2 separate regions of the Rattus norvegicus genome follow, and region 1 is linked to region 2. The links are chromatin contacts, called in public Hi-C maps. All regions are on one chromosome and are shown on one strand. Each heading gives the region's core, a stretch centred on a gene start, on an enhancer-like site or on the middle of the called end of the contact. The rest is flanking DNA. Distances are from core to core; before and after follow the strand shown.

Region 1 (2,700 bases), core at 199-2,698, 210 kb after region 2:
GGTAGATAGATAGATGGATAGATGGTAGATAGATAGATAGATAGATAGATAGATAGATAGATAGATAGATAAATAGAGAAAGGACATGAATAGATAGATGATAGATAGTAGATAAATAGATAGATAGATAGATAGATAGATAGATAGATAGATAGATAGATAGACAGACAGAGAAAGGACATGACGTTGAGAGGGGGACCTATTGCAGAGGAGAATGGGTTGGAATCGGGTCTGGGGGGTGTTGGGAGAGCAAAATGGAGGTGGATGTGATTAAAAGATGTATACATGTATCATATTTCAAAGAATTAATCTAAGGAGCAAAGAGCCCAGGGCATCAGAGGAAATACCTTTCTGAGCAGCCAGAGGATGGTCCGAGCTCACCCACCTGTGGTTTTCATGCTGCCTTAAGATCAACCTTGACTGTTTAGGGTTTTAGCAAGATTTCATTGGACATGGGACATCCTTTGAGCTCATTTAACACATGAATCCTATCATGACATGAGAACCTTAGTGCCCAGGGGGAGGTACACGAGCCCCAGGGCTCAGTGAGATACAGGAGAGGAAAAATTAATAGACGCAAATATATCTTAAATGCCATCTTTTAAAAAATAATTCTCTGAATGCTTTGTATTGCCTATAATTTATTTGTAGCACAATTACATAGTTCACCAGTAAAAAATGGACACATTAGAGTCTGTGATTATTTTTTATTTTAACTTGGTAAGGAGGTAGACTTAAATAAGGCAAATGACCCTGGAACTGGTGACCTCAGCCATTGAGTCCTGTTCAGTCCAGGTGCTATAACAAAACCTGTTCCTGTAGCGGGTCCTGGCCTGTGAGAATTTGAAACATCTGACTGAACTTTTCCTTTCACTGCCTTCAAGACACAAAAGAAATAGAGAATACCAAGTCATTAAAACATCAGTGTTCTGATCTCATGATATAGGCTCCCGAGAGTTTGCAAATGCAGTAGGTAATTTGTCCTAAAATTTCTTGTGCATTTCTATGTCTCTGATTACAGAACAGCTTCTTGTTCAGACACTTTCTAAGGGCAAAAAAGGGCAAGTAGAAAACGACGGTGGAAAAAGCATTTGGAGCAGGTTAGTCATAGAGGAGAAAGTGTAAGTACAGTACTATTTGCTAAGACCACAATAGGAAGTGTGATTGTGGTGTCCATGCGTCCTTGTATTGTAGAAGGAGAGGGCAGTGTTAAGTGACTGAAGCCTTCCTTTGATACTTGTTGATCCTTTCTATAAGGAGGGATGCCTCTTACACAGGCAGGGCTTAGCAGGTCGCCTGTCAGGACAAGCCCAGAGGTGGCATTACTTGCTGTTTGCTGATCAATGAGTCTTTGGAGCTCTAAGAACTCAGGCTCAAGGAGTGACTCTGGGAAGATGAGTTGTGTGGCTCTGCCCTGGATTCCACAGTCTAGCACAGGACGGTGATTTAGTGCCTCGTGACTCAAAATCCCCAAAGCTTGCTTACTTTTCCTCAGCCTGCAGTGCCCAGAATGGAGCTGTTGGCAAATCGCAGTCCACACCCCCACTTTTCAATCTTTTCGCTAATTTCTTACTACTTCACTTGAGAGAGTCCCAGAAGAACGGTGTGATGATTCATCAGCCCTACTTCCTGTAAGTAATCATTTTCCCACAGTGAGTGATGGGTTACTCCTGGGAGGAGGGGTGCGGTGGGGGTTGGGGGAGAGGAAGAATGTTGACTTGATTTTTTCTCTCTCTCTCTCTTTTTTTTTTTTCTGTGCAGCATTTCTGCTGACAGAGAGCTAACTTTGTCTCCATTTCCATGGTCGTCCCAAAAGAGCAAAAACAAAACAACTTTAAAAAAATTTTAATTTGCTACGGTAAACCCCCTGAAGTGTGTTATCCGTGGGGAACAAGAACATGATAAGCCCAATGTGTCGTTTGCCTTTAAAAATATTTGATGGCGATTTTGTAATTTTCTTTCTTAGTTTGGTGCGAAGTGACTTCCTGTGAGCTGGAGAGGCCAAAGGCTGGAGAGACCCCACTGTAGCCCATTCTATGACTGAGAGATCCGAGACCCCAAGAGCCTACAAGATTTCCTGTTTCTACACAACCGCTCAGTAGCATACAGATTTGGGCAGGGATCTGCTAGTTTTAGGCTGTGATTTTCTGTAACTTTGTGGATGATAAATAGATCGAAGCTTATCTGTGCTATGTCACAAGGAAACACATAACCATAAAACTTTCTGGTGAGAGCATTTCTTTGTTTGGACAGAGGAGAATGGGGGAAATCATGTCTGTTTCCTAATATGTGTTGTAAGAATGGGTGGGAAGGTGCTCATAGTTTAAGCACACAGTAGGTGGTCAGTAATAACTTTAATCATTACAGATGACCTGGTAAAGTGCTCCCTGGTTCTCTGAGGCTTCCTTTCACCCATTTCTGTTCTTTAGGCCAGAGTGCTTTCTCCTGCTCTGCAAGGCTCAGCGCTGAATTTCCTGTGACATTTGCATCTGAGTTGTCTCATTTCCCTGAAGCCCTGTCACAAGCCCTGAGGTTGCTACAGAGAAAGATCTGAAACCCCCGCCAGGGAAGTCCCATGGAGAAGTATTGCCTTCCTTTCTGGAGTTTACAGCTCTCTTCCAGATAGCTGACCCTCTCAGCTGTGGCTCCCAGGCCACTGATAGGGCAAAGGGTGGTGGTGGCCAGGGACTGTCCCCCAGG
Region 2 (2,700 bases), core at 123-2,622:
TTTTTTCCTCCAGGAAAAGAGGCGTGGTGGGTGCCTGGTGTTTGGGAAGCAGCCACCCATGGCCGACCTCTTGAGCCCACCCAACCATGGCTCTCTGCCTGGGTCGCAGCAGCACTAGGGCAATTCTCGAGGGTGGCCGAGGTGCCATTCACAGGAACGGTCCAGACCAAAACACCAAAACTGCTCCCCTCTTGGTAGGCAGGAAAGGGTCTTCAAAAACCTACTGAGTATTCCCACCACACCAGGATAGCATTTAAAAAGTCATATGGGTGTGTAATTACACAGCTACCAAAGGGGGGGGGCATCGGAAAGGCACTTGGAAAAGCTGCCTGTCCAGCTCTAACCAGCCACCTTTCCAAGAAACCCGAGGCATACTGCCTCTGGATACAATAAGACAAGCCTTCTCTCTCTGCTTGGCTTTCTCCACCGCCATCCACGTTGGCTCCCCCCTTCCTACCCACATACACACACGCGCGCGCACACACACAACCACACCAGAAATCTCAAAGACGACCCAATCTCGACAATAAATACGTGAGCCACCCAAACACTGCTGTGGCCCCAAATGCAAATGCAACCTGGAGGGGCGTTGGGGGGGGTGTGCATCTAACTAGTCACGTTCAGCCAATTTCCAAACCACGCCATTTTAGGCGATTTATCACTCTTCCTCCGGTCTACTCAAGAATTCGCCAGGATCCTTAGGAACCACTCCTTTGGTTCTTATGAAAAATTGACAATTTAGGCTATCGTTACCCATTCAACTTTCAGACTAGGATCTGGCCACGCTCCCCTCCCCGGAATGCATCTCGGGCGCGACCAGAGGGAAGGCGAGGCGTCCAGATTAGAGAAAGACACCCAAGAAATGCCCAGAACCACAGGTAGAATTTACCTGCCCATTTGCTTTGGAAGGCGACGAGGCCACAGCCGCCTCCCCGGGCCTCTCAGCGGCGGCTTCTCCCTTCGCTGCGGTCTTGGAGAACTGTGCACCCATGCTGGCTTCTTCAACAAAGAAACTCAACAGATCCAAGAGAGGAAACAAAGAGCCTTGGGTTGGTGTAACGACGGGGCGAGCAGCAGCAGCGGCGGCAGCAGCAACAGCGGCGGCGGCACACACACCGGAGGGAGGGGGTGGGGGTGACGAGGAGGACAGAAGAGACCCGATTAAATACACTCCGGATAAAAAATTTTTAGTCGAAGAGATCAAAAAGCAGCAGCGCAGGAAGGAGGGAAAAAGGTGGAAAAGTCGAGCACAAAAAAGGAGCCCAAGTGTAGTTTTTTAAAAAAAGAAGTAATAAAAAAAAATCCCAGATTTGTAGCCGCACTGTAGACAAGAGGAAAATGGAGAAATCTCCCTGGTTGCTAATAAGATGCGGGGTCCAACGCCCAAGTGCACAGATGAATGGGCTCGCGGGCGCTGACGCGGCCCCCGCGCGCGCTGGCCAATCCGCGCGCCGCACACAAAGCAGGAGGCGGGGCCTGCGCTCCGGGCGAACAATGGAGCCGCGCTTTGCAAACGGTTTGAAAAATCAGCCTCAGACCGAGAATTAATGTCCTCCAAATAAATAAATCAATTAAAAATTACGTGCTTCTCGTCTCCCTCGGCCAGAAAATAATAATGCATTTCTTGATTGGCTTGCTTTGTTTGGAATTAATTAACACGGGAGGGGGTACTTATGGATGGGGGCGGAGAAAGCCTTAACTTGACTCGCATTGACTCTTGCTGGTCTATATCCGCGTCTGTCTCTAGCCACTCTCTCCCCTCCCCCATCTTCTCTGTGTGTTTACGTGTATAAGTGTGTACGCGAGTGTTAAAGACAATGGATAGGATTTGTGTGCTAGCAGCTTTTTTTTTCCCTCCGCGTTTCATAAGGGTTTCACAGTGCGCAAGGATTTTGGGGGTTTTGTTTGTTTTTTTCTTTCTTTAAACTGCTGCAATTGGTAAATCGTCCCACACTGAAAGGTATTTAAACCACGAAGATCGAATTTCACCTAGCGAGATCTCCAGTTGGAATTAGGTCTGTAGGCCAGATGTGGGAAATGCAAAAGCAGCAAACAGCCTAAGCCATGCTTCTTCCTTTCTCCCAGAGGCGTGAAATAAAATATTTTAAAAATGTTCCTTGGAGCGCTTCAAATCGCGTCTCTCCGGCTATTCCAATTAGCGATCACTTTTCTAAAAAACACAGTGAGGACCATTTGCAGAAGATCGAAACTCGCTAGCATGTTACCGCTGTATGAAACGACATAATTAATTTCCCTCTGTGGTAAAACGAGACGGAGCCTTGAGTGTACGAATCCATATTTACAGTTGGGAGACAGCTACTCTCGTCGACATGAGTTGTTTTCCCAGCTTGCTGCCAACAGCGGAGGGACTCTCATTTTGAACTTGTCCGTGCACAGCATCAAGTGTGCTCCAGGAAGAGAGGCAGCAGCGAGGAAAGTCTACTGAGTCCTAGTCTCAGAAGAAATCGCCTGCACTGTTGAGAGACAGCAAGAAAATCCCTGGAGACTCCACGTCTAACCCAGGCTAAGGCTCTACAGCGGTGTGTAGGATATCTCTCTCGTTCACTACAACCCTTACCACCAGACGCTTTTAGTGTGTGAGAGAGCAGGCGTTGATTTAATGTATCTGGAAGGGAGAAGGGATAGAGGACGCAACTTAATACACATTCATCTACCACCCATATTTTCGCTCATGAGAAA

What was found. Hi-C and Micro-C count contacts between places; a contact is called where the count stands out from the background.
Region 1: a Hi-C map of the A7r5 cell line shows a contact between it and region 2, with 5 times the contacts expected there. The contact joins the enhancer-like site here to the promoter of Marcks in region 2. A contact is called at or near these places in 5 of 12 Hi-C or Micro-C datasets (the A7r5 cell line, Schwann cells, liver and 1 more) and 1 of 1 datasets of contacts at active chromatin or transcription factors (oligodendrocytes).

What each region holds. Positions count from the first base shown.
Region 1 is chr20:42,458,618-42,461,317 of GRCr8, forward strand. It overlaps LOC102555751 (a long non-coding RNA gene), which reads left to right. Exons shown (of 7, transcript XR_005497840.2): 3 at 1,022-1,100; 4 at 1,496-1,631; 5 at 1,762-1,858; 6 at 1,967-2,227; 7 at 2,430-2,700. Among named protein-coding and RNA genes, the nearest start is that of Trnap-agg35, 18 kb to the right of the region's middle. Within about 2 kb of position 1,449, at least 18 of the 93 cell types and tissues checked have an H3K27ac peak or open chromatin away from gene starts, as enhancers often do. A contact at or near this core is called in the A7r5 cell line, where this site is marked.
Region 2 is chr20:42,244,510-42,247,209 of GRCr8, forward strand. Marcks (myristoylated alanine rich protein kinase C substrate) reads right to left here and starts at 1,373. Exons shown (of 2, transcript NM_001271090.3): 1 at 890-1,373. The coding sequence starts at 991.